Regions from separate parts of the Gossypium hirsutum genome. Here region 1 is linked to region 2. Evidence: chromatin contacts called from public Hi-C data. All regions are on one chromosome and are shown on one strand. Each heading gives the region's core, a stretch centred on a gene start, on an enhancer-like site or on the middle of the called end of the contact. The rest is flanking DNA. Distances are from core to core; before and after follow the strand shown. Region 1 holds the start of LOC107896013 (a long non-coding RNA gene). Region 2 holds the start of LOC107896904 (protein ENHANCED DISEASE RESISTANCE 2).

Evidence for each region. A called contact is a pair of places that touch in the nucleus more often than the background predicts.
Region 1: a Hi-C map of hypocotyl shows a contact between it and region 2, with 2.2 times the contacts expected there. The contact joins the enhancer-like site here to the promoter of LOC107896904 in region 2. A contact is called at or near these places in 2 of 34 Hi-C or Micro-C datasets (hypocotyl and leaf).

Annotation. Positions count from the first base shown.
Region 1 is chrA10:79,356,865-79,364,514 of Gossypium_hirsutum_v2.1, reverse strand. It overlaps LOC107896013 (a long non-coding RNA gene), which reads left to right and starts at 2,742. Exons shown (of 2, transcript XR_001683556.2): 1 at 2,742-2,863; 2 at 3,135-3,230. Within about 2 kb of position 5,789, at least 7 of the 9 cell types and tissues checked have an H3K27ac peak or open chromatin away from gene starts, as enhancers often do. A contact at or near this core is called in hypocotyl and leaf, where this site is marked.
Region 2 is chrA10:78,946,913-78,953,855 of Gossypium_hirsutum_v2.1, reverse strand. LOC107896904 (protein ENHANCED DISEASE RESISTANCE 2) reads left to right here and starts at 4,987. Exons shown (of 3, transcript XM_016822202.2): 1 at 4,987-5,252; 2 at 6,441-6,943. The coding sequence starts at 6,452.

The DNA of each region.
Region 1 (7,650 bases), core at 4,540-7,039, 410 kb before region 2:
TTTCGGCCAAGGATGATAAAAGATGAACAAATTTTTTTCTTTCTTCTTTAGAACATTCGGCCAAGGGGAAATGAAGAAAGATGGACACTTTTTTTTTTTGTTTTTCCTTCTTACTTTCACGGCAAAAGGGGAGGAAAGAAACAATTACCACCCATCCTTTCCTTTTTCCATTTCTTTATTTCCCCATACTTCTTATTATATTTCATCCTACATACCTCACTAGGCCAACATGTTCCCAACATGTTTCCACCCATAGCATGGCCGGCCACTACATATTAGGGAGGGGGAATTTTACATGCAAGTCCCCTTTTTCTTCCACATGCACTAATAGGTCCTCATGCATTGACCTATCACATTTTAAAATTTTCTCATATAAGTCCTATTGACTAAATTCACATGCAATCGACCAAATCGAAGCTTGAAATTTTCACACATTCATTATTACATATTCTAGATAATAAACATCACATTCAAACCTTTCGGTGACTCGGTTTAGCGGTCCCGAAACCACTTCCCGACTAGGGTCAATTTTGGGCTGTCACAGATTGACTAAATTAAGGGAGAGAAAAAAAAACACCCGGATAATTTTACTACTGCCACTGTCAATGTATTTCTTGTATTGTTCTAAGAGAAGTTGTATTGTTCTGAGTTTTAAGTATATGCTAGTCTTTTTTTTTTCAATTTCAGCTTTCATTATGGATTAAGAAATTTTATCTATCAATAATATATTATCATACATCATTAACGCGGTGTTTTTATCCACAATCATCCTTTTGTTAACTCTTAACCTTATCCTCTGCTTTATGTGAATTTTGATATTATGTTTCTTCTTGTGAATTCATATGATAATACAAAGGTTGACTTGTGTATCCAATTGTATCTACAATGAGAATTTAATTGGAAGAGCCAATTTGATACAAAATGTAAACATTAAAGGCTAAATTTGATATTATGCATATCTTCAATGTTTAGCCAGAAAGATACAATTAAAAACATTAATTAGAAGAATTTCACATTAATTAAAAAAATGTAATGAAATAATACCACCATTAAAATAAATTAAAATTTAATATAATAAAATATTTTTTTTTACAATTTAAATATTTAATTTTAAAATTTAAAATAATTAAGATAAAAAATTTTGAAGTAAAAAAAATCATATGTATGTTCAAAAGGGAAAGTGTAATAAAAAATATTAAATAGAAGAGTAAAATATTAAATAAAATAACATTTTTACTACTGCCACTATACATCATGTCATCTACAAATAACTTAAAAAAAAAGAAGAAGAGGGAAGTGGTTGTAATATTTTATTGAAGAATAGAATAACAATATGAAATGATGATTAAGTATAGGTCCGATGTCCATTTTCAACATTACATATGTACATTATATTATGACCAATCATTGGTTTATTCGCAAATTGAATTATATCTAATTTTAGTTGTGTCACTGAATTGGTACAAAAAAAGTAGCTTAATTTCTCAAAAAATTATTAATGCAATTATAATTAGCTTAATATGTATGTATGCAATTTAGTCATGGTAACTTTAGTCATATATGTGATCTTATGAAAATCTTGCATCTTTTTTGTAGTGATCAAATATTTGTGTGGCATTATTTTGTGTAGATGGATCGTAATCAAGATCAAAATGCAATTGTCGGAGTCGTGGCTTCAGTTGGATTAAAAAATTAAAAACTAGGAAGGAAATTGCTGCTCACCCTCGTGTGAATCGAGATTATGAAAGAGAGAACTATATTAATAATATTTTATATAAAGGTGACCAGCATTGTATTGATGTGATAAGGATGAGACCGATTGCCTTTTTTAATTTGTGTGATATTCTTAGGAGGAATAATTTGTTACAATCAACTAAATCTATGAATATTAGGGAGCAAGTAGTTATATTTTTACATATAATTGGTCATAATGTGAGGTTTCGAGTGATTGGATCTAGATATTATAGATCAACTGAGACAGTTCACCATTACTTTAGGGTTATATTGAGAGCTATTTTAAAATTGTATAAAGTAGTTATTAGATTACCTGATGAGTCAACTCCAAGTGAAATCAGAAACAATCCAAGGTTTTATCCTTATTTTAAAAATTTTATTAGAGCATTAGATGGAACTCATGTTCGTGCATCCGTTCCACTTAGCATTCAAGGAAGATTTCGTAGCTGTAAAGGGGGGACGACACAAAATGTATTGGCTGCCATTACATTTGATTTGAAATTTTCCTATGTTCTAGCTGGTTGGGAAGGTAATGCACATGATTCTTGTATTTTAAGTGATACACTTTCACGCCCAAGAGGATTAAGAATTCCAGAAGGTAATAATTATCATTAAATACCAAATAGTTCTAGTAAGCTCATAATTTATTAGTATTAATTATGTTTTGTAAAATTGTAGGTAAATATTATCTTGCTGATGCTGGATATGGCATCCGAAATGGATATATTATCCCATATCGTGGTGTCCGATATCATTTAAAAGAGTTTAGTGCTCAGGGGCCTGAAAATGTAAAGGAACTCTTTAATCTTCGTCATTCATCATTACGAATCATTGTTGAACGTGTTTTTTAGATTTTGAAGAAACAATTTCGTGTATTAGATGCTGAACCATTTTGGAATTTTCAAACTCAAGTAGATATAGTTTTGGCTGGTTGTATTATTCACAATCATATAATGGGAGTGGATCCTAACGATTTACTTAATCAATGATTATACGAGGAGCCTGAGTCTGATTTGATAATACCAACTCTTACGGAGCGAGACGAAAGAGAAGAAGCAAGAGAATGGTATGCTAAGAGAGACGAAATTGCACAAACTATGTGAACTGATTATATGGCTAGAAATATTAGGTAGGTTTAGGGCTTAGGGTTATTGTTTCTATGTTATGTATGTTTTAGTATTAAAGTTGTTTTTTTTGTTAATGTTGGTTGGATAATGATATTGAAATTTTAGTTTGTTGGATTTTGAAATTATTATGTCTTAGATTTGTTAGATATTGATTATGTTTTAAGCTTGTTAGATATTGAATTTATTATGTTTTAAGCTTGTTAGATATTGAATTTATTATGTTTTAAACTTGTTGGATATTGAAATGATTGACAATGACAATTATTAATGTAGAATGGGTAAGGGCAACAAAGAAGGGACCTCCAAGCAATTCAAGTGGACAAAACCGATGGAACATCTTTCTCTTGAAATTCTAGCAGAGGAGGCCCAGAGAGGAAATAAGCATTCTAATACTTTCAAAACAGTTTTTATTAATCGAGTTGCCGAAGCTATTATTGAAAGATTTCAAGTCCAATGTGATGCGAAGCATGTGGAAAATCATTTGAGGACTGTAAAAAACCAGTGGCAGATTATATGCACAATTCGGGGTGAAAGTGATTTTGGATGGGATGATAACATGAAAATGATCACATGTGATAGAGCGACATATGATGCAGCAATGATGGTAACATATGTATATATATATGTTAAGTATATTTCAATTATTTTTTACTTGTTATTCTAATTGTGTACAATATTCAACAGGCGCACAAGAAATATGAACCATTTTTGAATAAAAGCATTGATCATTATGATGAAATGGCTTTGGTTGTTGGCAAAGATATGGCAACAGGGAGTTTTGCCAGAACATTTGCTAACATAGATTTGGATGATGGTAACCAAGATTCAGTGCCTATAGACTGCGACAATGAAGAGACTGAAGAGGTAAGAACAAAAGTATCTTCATCTGGCACATCCAAACGTAAAAGAACAAATTAAATTTATGGGTGAACAACTTTGCAAAATTGCTAATGCTTTGGAACAATTTACTGCGGATAAGACACCACATCTTTACGAAGAAGTGATGTCGATGGAGGAAGAAGGATTTGATGATGACTTCCTGTGTTCTGTGTTTGATTATCTAGTGAGTCATGAATCGGAGGCCAAAACTTTTTTAGTTAAAAGTAAGAAGCATAGAAAAATTTGGCTTCAAAAATTTTTTCAAGGTTGAAGATATTGATACTTTTAATGTGGTGTAATATTAGTTATGCACTTGGACAACGTTGTTGTTATTATATGATGTACTAGTAATTATGCATTTAGATAATATTATTAATTTCTAGTATTAATTGTGGTTTGAAAGCTAATTTATAATTATTTAACCCTTTTTTTTATTTTTTTATAACCCAATTAGAAAATTTATTTGACTTTGGTTGTTTTCCATTTATGATGGTTAATATTCTAGCTTAATAATTGAGTATTATTATATATTTAATTTAATTTATTTATAAATAAATTATTGCAATATATGTAAAAACAATTTAAAATATAAATTTATTAATATATATATAAGTTTATTAATATATGTAAAAACAGCTTTTAGAAAAATATTTTCAGAAAATCTGCCAAACAACAAAAAATATTTTACATAGATTCATTCAAATACCAGAAAAGTAAATCATTTCCAGAAAAGTAAATCATTTTCCAGAAAACATTTTACTGGTAAACAAACGGACCTTATATTTAAAAATCTATTTGATGATATTTGAAGATTTATGAACATTTTTGCTAAAATCAATCGGTTACCTAGTCGTTTTATAATCTTTTCAAGAAGATGATTTTAAAATATTAAAAGTTTAAAATCTAATATTTAATTAAAGTTAATATTTAGTACACTGACAATATACTTATTTTTAATCCACAAATATCCTTAAAAAATTATTATGAGTCTTTTTTTAATATTTAATTATATCTTATAAGACATTTGTTAACCCATAATCCTTCTTGTGGAATCTAAAAATTTTATTGATAGTGTATTAGATAATTTCTCTAATTATAAGAAGCAAAACTCATTAATTCACTCAGTTTAAAAAGGGTATCCGATTACTAATGCATATCCGATTACTAATGCATCAATAAAATCCGACCCGACCCGAAAAAAAAATACCAAGTTAATTATCTTATTATTTAAAAACATTTCAAGAATGCGTGTACAAAAATAATAATTAAAATCGCATGCAGTCAACAATATTAAATACGCACATGCACACATAGAACATTTTACCAAGTCCATTATGTCATATCTGAGTATACAGTAATAGTACTTGCAGCAACTGAAATATTTGAGTCACATTAAAATGGAATAAACATATTATAATTAATATTAACAAATATGATTAAAATGAAAGAGTAGATGTAATACCCAATAGGCTGAAGGCTCAACAAGGATTAAAGGCCCAAGTTCAGGGCTACGTAGTCCCAATGGGCCATGTGAGAGAATTGGACCAGGTCTGTCTCAGATGAGCCGGTTCAGCTTACGGGTCAGCCATTACAATGGAGCTCCAAACGGATCGATTGTTCAAAGCCCAAAACGGTGCATTTTGCACCTAATTCATTTCCAACAGCCTTGAAGCTGCCGCCGCCACAACCAGCACCTCCGGCAAATCCTGTTTCCGTTCAGGCAGCCGGTAATCGACTCTCTTCCCTTTCTACTCTGGTTGGTTTTCCACGAACACTACTGCTTCTGAATGCCCTCTGTCGGTGCACCGTTGACGCTCGTTCTTCCGGTGGTCTCCTCCGTTGGAGCCGCCGGCCGATCTCCGGTCAACTCCTCACTTCCTCTATCTTTTTTTTCGGGTCTCTTATTCTCTTCGTGGTTTTTTCAGTTGCTTTCTCTTTTTAGTCCATGATTCTCTCCGTGGTTTTTGCAAGTTCTTTCTCCTCTATTCTGGAGCTGGAAGGTTCTTTGGTTGTGCTTTTTAATTAGGTTGATGGGAATGGGCTCTCTCGAGTTGATGGTGAGGATTTGGCAGTGTTGGGGCTGTCTGGTAAGCCTGATTTAAGGATGTGCGGTGTGTGAGTGAAATGACTTAGGGCTTCTTTTTTTTTTCTTAAAAAATATTTTTAGAAAAAGATTTGTGCTAAATAAGTTGTTTCTTTTTTTAAATTTTGGCATTTTAAAAAAAATGAGAATTAAGACTTTTAACTTTTTATCTTTTAAGAATATTTTTAGTGTTTAATTATTTTTTTACCCTTCCAATAACATATTATTTTTCTTTTTTTTGTTAATGTTTAATAATAAATATGTTATCTTAAACTTTAAATCTTAAAAATAAAAAAAAATTAAAATAATAAAAATGTGTTAATATCTAATTATAAATATTTAATAGTTATATTTAAATATTTAAAGTATAGTTTATATATTCTAATTAAATTTTATAAATAATTAATACTTATTGCTTAAAAATATTTAAAATTTATATTTCATATATTAAAATATTAACAATAAATTTTAATAAATTATTTTTATATTATTATTAAAATATAATAATATTAACTAATTTGAACATTATTTAAATATATATTTATTACCTGATAATACTATGTTTAAAATAGACATTTTATTTCTCAAAAGTAATTTTTGAGAATAATGTTAAATACTCAAATTTTATATTAAACTTTTTAAAAATAATTATCAAAAATATTTTTTTACGGGCATTGTTAAACTATTCTATAGCATATGGAGGTCTGATGGTTAGTGAGTGATGATGATGATGGTAATGGGTAATGGGCAATGGGCAATGGGTTGCGTGGTGGTTTTTCTTAGGGATGGTAATGCAAGGTTAGGGGTCAACAATGGGATTGAGATGATGAAATTGGAGGACGGATTAACTATCAATTTAATTTAATTTAATTTTTTTGCTGCTTCCTTGTGCAAGTATGTGGAAGCACCAAATTACAAAATTTGCAAAGCTTGAGGGGTTTTTTTTCTTTGGTAAAATTTCCATTTTTTTTAATTTTTATTTTTTTATAATTTAGTAAATATAATATATATCCTAGATCATATATGCTTAAAAAGTAATGGATTAAGGTCCAAAATTGAAAAGCCTAGAATAAAAACATAATCATATACTTAAGCAATTATATGTGATTTCATGGGCTCAAAACATGCTCCTAGCCTAAGGCCTTGTAGCCTACCTCAAAATGGCTTAGGTTTGAGTGATAAACTGGTAACATACCCAAAATTCAGTGTGTATAATCACCATACTACAATTTCCCGGTAGGTCACCTTCAGAGAATCTAGCTCTTTGTCAATTGTAAGCCCAAAAAATTAAAAAATGAGAATGAAAGAAAAGTTCCTAACGATGCCTCCATTAAACATGATATGCAACATTATTGATATCTATGAAAAAAAAAAGGAAAACAACAATGAACTGAGTTAATACATGTATAGAATACAAATAATAATTAAAAAAAAAAGAGAATAAAAGGAAGAGACAGTTAAAAGCAAGAAGCAGAAACCAAACATCAAAATAGTAAGACAAGTCAATGGCTAAAGTTCAATAATCTAATTCTGGAGAGAAGATAAGAAGAACTAGTAGAGGCGACTGATGAAAATGCAAAGTACTCAAAATTCTATCTTAATCCATGATTACCAATTGTATCTTTCAAAAGGAATCATCCCAATGAAATCACGTTAAAAGCATGACTATTCCAAGTTCAGATTTCCAGTTTGTATCTTTGCTACAAACAAAGGATTCACGCCAAGAAACCATGTTACCATAAGAACCAAATAAATGTTAACCTTTGCACAAGTGTAACAATAACCAATGTTCCGGTAATATCAAGGCAGTCTATAAACCTAAGTTTA
Region 2 (6,943 bases), core at 3,738-6,237:
CCACTCCTCTCGGCCCGTATCCACCGCCATACCCCACTACTTCTGGCTTAAGTTCATTGATGGCGTTTGAGATATATGATTTTTCATCTATGTTTCGCACACTCCCATATGCAGGTGAAGAAAACGCTGATCGTCGCAATCACCTACAACGTGAGTGTCGAGCTTTACAAAAATATACCCCTAAAACCATACCATAAAACTATCAATTTTAGGGGGGTTTGTAATTTAAATAACTTCATATTTATATAATGACTTTTTTGCCATTTAAGTTATTAATTTTATGGGTTTTTTTTTGCAATTTAAATAGTCAACTTTGTATTTATGTAATGACTTTTTTGTTATTTCAGTTATTAATTTTAGGAGTTTTTTGTAATTTAGATAATAAACTTTGTATTATTTACGTAAAAAATGTTATTTAATTCAACAAAAATATAAACGCAACAAGCTTTAGACTAACTTTGTAATTCAAATTAGATTAATTACAACAAATTTTAGACAAATTTTAGATTTAATCTTCTCTACATGTAGTGAACAACATCTCAATTTCTACCCGATCGTGACAATTGTCCAATATGGTGGTTTCGGAGTGGGCATTTACTCTGATTATGACCAGCTAATCTGCATATGCCATACAGCTTACTGTCAGATTTCTTCCTAATATCCATTTCATTATGGATTTTAGATGATTGCGGACAACCTTTCGGATTCCTACGCAACCTTTTGTATGGGACAAGCTCGAAAGTCGTTGGAAGCACGTCCCATGTAAATAAGTCAGGAAGCACGGGGAACTCGTTCTCCCATACATGCAACGTGCGCTCGAGGGTGTACACTTCATCGATAAATTGTTCAACATTGAGCGAGACTTTAGCACAAGCTGCCACGACATGTGCACAGGGATAATGAAATGTTTGGAACCTCTTGCAATCGCACCGTTTATTTCGGAGATCAACTCTATAGGACCTAGGTGGCATATCGAATCGACGACTGATGGTCTCTATAACTTGAAATATTTCATTACATCGTGAATATACTTCTATATCTATCGATCTCGCCACTCAATAGTTTGCAACCATTGCATTCTTGACATATTCAACAACCACGTGTCCCGCCTCTATCTAGTTGACTTGGTGCTGCCTCATTCTTGGCATCAAGGTAGCCAACATGTAGAATGTAGCCAAAAATACGGATGAAATTGGAAGATTTCATGTTTTCAACAACACGAAGTCAACCCCCTCCACCAAATTAGTGGTTATATGACCATAGCTAAAGCCCTTATCGAAACTTTGAGCCTATTGCCACAGCTCTATGGTACCCAACCATTGTCGAAAAGATGTGTTCTTGTGACCCTCCATGTCACTCTCAAGTTGAGTCATTTTTTGTTGGAAAATGTGTGGTTCTAACTCGTGCGTTCTGTATGTATTAAGAAAATATAAGTTACAGTCTCGCCCTAAAACATTAGGTTATATACTGAAATGATAAGGTTATTATTTACCCATTCTCACAACTTGTCTCCGCCAGTCTGCATTCTTATAATCTCAGTGAAAGTTAGCCGCGATGTGCCGGATATAGAAAACAAATCTCCATGGCACACTGGAACGCCTAATGGCAGCAATAAATCATTTCCCTCTATTGGAGATAATGTAAATACTATCATTACTAATAACATACCTCCGCAAGTTTGTAAGGAAGAATTCCCACGACTTCATATTCTCCTTATCTACAATGGCAAACGTTATTAGGAGCACGTTCTTATTCCCGTCTTGAGCAACCGCACGAAGTAGGATCTGTGTATATTTACCGTATAGCCATGTCCTGTCTACTTACACGAACGGCTTGCAGTGGGGAAATGCTTATATGCATGGATCAAACGTCCAGAACACCATTTGGAAAAAAAATTCCCGGTTGTAGTTGGTCATCCGGGCCGTAATAAGGTCGTGTCTGCAACTCAATGACAGTCCCTGGCATGTACTCCTGCATAACGACTATCCATCCATGTAACTCATTGTAAGACACATTGAAATCTCCCTACAATTGCTCCATTACCATCTGTTTAGCTAACCATGCATTCCAATATGATACTCGATATTGCAATCGTGCTTACATTTCTGCAATCAGTACCAAAACTTTAACGGTCGGCATGTCTTTCACCATTGGCATGATGCATGTAAAGATAGTTTTGGAATCAAGTTTTTGATGATCTTCTATCATACGTGTTGAAGTGCATGTGTGAGAATAAACAAATTTTTGTATCTCCCATATCTGCAACTTCTGGATAAATGCAGCTCGTATCCGCCAATTACAGCCTTTCGTCTACCTCCAACACTCCTTAATATATAATGTCGATTAGACACGGTGACTTTTTAGTCCATTGATATATTCATGCTATACTGCTTAATAGCAAATACGCACTCTTCCTTGCTTTCAAATCTCTGGCCCACGAACAACTCATTAGGATCGGAATCTACGGACAGCCTGTGAACATGTAGTATTTCAGGGTTTTCTGAGACTTGGCCGCGTGCGCCTCATCGAGGTCTATCCGCGACATGTGTTTCCCAGGATTATTGTGTATCACAATACGACGAATCTGGTTCCCAACTGAAGATGCGTTAACGTTTCCATCGTCATTCAAGCCTTCGTCGTCAATATCATCTGGGACCTCGTCTATGTCGGGATCACTATTACTATCGACCTCGTGATCAGAAGGATCACTACTATGGTATATATTATCACCAACCATATCAGTCTCGAATGCAGCATGAAGATCAACGTTGATCCGGCGTATAGTTAATTGACTATCAATGTACAATATAGGAACAACCATACACGGCTCTTGAGCTCCATGTTCTTCACCTAATGGAGTGGGATCTTCAGTTGGCTCCACACCAGCTAACTCAGCAAATAACTGAATCGGTGCATTTTGGTTGCTCCGAGTCCTACAATAAAAAGTGATCATTGTTTCTATGTCTTCATTGTCTACAAGTTCCATTTCAGTGAATTTTATGAGATTCGTCGAAATTGGTAACTTATAGAAAAATTTCGAGATCCTTTTCCCACAACGTCTATCAATTTTTGCACTAATCCTTTCCTTCATATCATCAAACAAGATATTTCTATTAAATATTATTGCTACTTGTTTGCGACATTCGAATATACATCCCACGGTTGTAGTCAAAATTTCTCCATCGAAATAAACGCATACGAAAAATTGATTCTCCATCTTCAATACTATATCTGTGGAAAAAAATTTTAAAATTCTCAAAACAGTTTCGAATAGCAAAAAAGTAGTATAAAATTTTTTTAATGCAAAATTTTTCATTCAGAAGCTAACAAAATTAATAACCTAACAAAATAACTTTCAAAAAACAAAATTACTAACAAAATTCTTCATTCTATTTTAAAAGAAATAAACTAAAATACCTTATCATTCTTTTTGTTTTCCTTTCTTTCTTTCTTCTCCCTATCTTCTTACTTATGTTCTGCTAAATATTTTGGATACCTCCTACTCATTTAATTTTCAGGTGGGTATAAATAGAAGAAAAATTAAGCACTAGTGCTGCCTATTAGGTAGGAGTCACCAGTGGCGCGTATCAGATAGGAGTTACTAGTGGCACCTACCAGATAGGCGCTACCTATCCCATACCACATTCGTATATATACACGGGTCATGTACTGAACCAGGAAAAAATAATACAAGTGGTGGCGCCTTATTTTAAAAAAAAACAAAAAAAATTATTATAAAAAAAATATGGTGGCGCCTATGAGAAAGACTTCGCCCGAAAAAAATACCATTTTTGTAATTAATCCTACTGACAACCCATTTCAGAAATTAAAATTTTTATATCATTTATGTAAATTAACCATATATATATAAAATAAACTAGACACTTGAAAATTTTATAACTTTACTTATAAAGTTAAAAAAAAGTACTCTTAATACACTAAATACTCGTCTAATAGTTAAATTCTAAAGATAGCGTTTGTTAGGTCCACTTTTTTTATTTGTTCAAAATTGGTTCCACTAATTTTCACATTGGCATTTTTGGTCCTTCTCTAAGTTTTCCTTAATAATTCTGTTTAAAAATTTAGTATAATTATAAATTTAACTCTTTAACTTTTACAAATTTTATCAATTTACCCTCTACCCTTTTTTAATAAAAAGATATAAACGTATATTAAAAAATTAGGAAAAAATTATAGACTAATTAATATTTTTTAAAAAAATTTCCGCAAGTATCAACAAATTAAAGATAGAACAAAAAAATGAGCAGTACTAAATTTAACTTGCAATTCTCACTGGACTACACCAAATATCTTGTATGCTTAACAAAAATTATTAGAAATTTAATCTTAATGAATCTAAATGGTTGTAAATGATGTTATGATGGATCGCTTGTTAAAAGAGTCTAGAATAAACTTGAGCTACATCTTCATTTTAATAAGAGTAAGTGTATGATATAGATTCAGACAATAGTTAATCTATTTGCCATAAACCATGAAAATCCATTTGAGTTTTCATGTAATAGAGGTAGGACATGCCCATTCAAAGTAAATACAATCCAAAGCTAAAATTTTATTTTATAAAATATTCTAAGACCCAAGGTGTATTTTGTGAATATATTATATCTTTATGATACATAAAAGTCAATTAGATTAAATAATAGAGGTCATTACAAACATTAAGATTTATGGTTGTACTTATTATTGTTGAATATGAATTGAAGGTTAAAATCGATTAATATTAAATTTTGGTGTTTTTATCTTTAATTTATTGACTTATTTGGAAAAAAATTATAATTTTTTAATAAATTCTACATATTTTTAAGTTTAAATTTTGATAATATTAAACAAAATAATAATCAAATGAGATTAAAGATATTAAAGATATGAATAAACTAATGAATTAAAAATTTATATTATAATATGATAAGATATAGTAGTAGTACGTACCAAAATTAAAATAAGATTGGGATTAGGAATTGCCAGCCGACCAGAGGTAGACCGGTTTAGGAGATACATTTCCATGATCCCGCTTTAACTTTCCCATCCCAACAAAGCAAGTCATTCCCTTCAAAACAAAAACAAACGGAAAAGAAATAACTAAAGCTACTGTTGGTAGCTTTTCCCTCTATTTGATCGCCCAAAAAAAAAAAACCCTAATTTATCATCTCTTATCTCAATTCTTCTGAGTAATTAGGGTTTTTTAATCACTCTCCATTACCTTTAGCCCCCTTTGTCCTTCCCTCCATTTCAAGGTTAGAAGTTTTTTCTTCTTCTTCTTCTCCACGTTAATTATTATAATTCAGATTGTTTTTCTCTTTTGCATTTTGTTTATATGGAATCTGTTTCTTTTTCTTTTTTTGCTCAATTAAATCTATAATAGGAATGCTAATATGATTGGCATATTTTCTCTTTGGTAATCTGTTCAACTTTTTGGTTTGTCTTAATAGGTTTGCTTCTTTTTTTTTCTTTTCATTTATATTTGTGTTTAATCAACTTTCCTTCTGTGTCATATTCAAGAACCATAAACTAGTCTTGGATATAGATAATAGTTACTTAATTAGGAATCTTAAAGAAATATCATTTCCCACGAAGGTTTCCCGGTTTTCCTGTGAAACAAACAAATGCTTAGGGAGAAAATTAGTGATTCTGTTGGACTTTTGGAATTGCTTATGAGTACTCCTTTTTTAACAAAAAAAAGTCTATGCGTATGCTTGCTCCTCTCTTTTTGTTTTTCTAGATATAGGCCAGATTTTTTGCGTGTATGTGAAGATTCTTTCTATTTGTTGTATCATAAAAAATCCATGTTCAACCTGGATTTTGAATTATATGATTTGAAGCTAAGGGTCGAGGCACGAACTATCATATTCAGTTGACCTCTTGTTTAGGGTCTGTAGTTATTGTTTTGCTGTAAATCTTCAACATAAGGTAATACAAAACACATGAATGGGATAACTAGGCAAATGACCCAGTTTGTCTGTAGATCATATAATCGGCTTTGACTTATACCTGGAGCTTTATAAAAATCTACTAAGAGTTTGGACAATATGTAAGAGACTTAGACTAGATTTTCTTTCTTTCTTCATGTTTAAACAAGTTTGCTAATACCACCATAGCTTTTCAAAGGGAGAGTTTTATATTTATAACACAGGTGGAGATTTTTATGTGAGATTGTAACTTACGAGGGACTTGTTCTTTGGTATGTTTGTCCTGTTTCTGAGGTTTATTTGGCTTGGCATTGAATGATTGTATTTCAGTAGTGCCATTATTGGAAAGGGCTAGTCATTTTTATGATTTAACTTATTATAATCCGAGCTTAGTTCATGACGATGTACCTTATCACTTTGTTAAGAATGTTGTGGTTATTATTTTCTTTCAGATATAGCATGGTGTAATATAAGTTACTGATTATATCTGTGGTGTATTTATTTCATATTCCACAGAGATTTCTTGTATGTTTATTCCAGCAGGACACATGGCTAGTGCTGAGGATAGCAAGGAACCTGAATGGATAGAGAGAGTACGATCAGAGGGAGCTGTTCCACTACTTGAACCAGATAACTGTACAAATGGTTGGGCATGTCCGCCCGGGGATACCTTTATGGTAAGGGGTCCAGAGTACTTGTCAAACAAGGTCAAAATTCCTGGTGGGAAATATCTGCTAAAATCTCTTGGCTTTGACTGGATTAGAAGTTCCACAAAGGTTGGTGACTTTTTGAGCCATCGTAAACATCGTATTAGAAAGGTTGTTGATGAGGCTTTCCCTACAGGTGATAAGCCTTTCATTTGGGCATTCAACCTTCAGCTCCCTACTAAGGATAACTATAGTGCGGTAGCTTATTTTGTAAGCACTGAACCTATTCAAGAGGGTTCTTTGATTGACCAGTTCTTGAAAGGTGATGATGCATTTAGAAATTCAAGGCTTAAATTGATTGCTAACATTGTC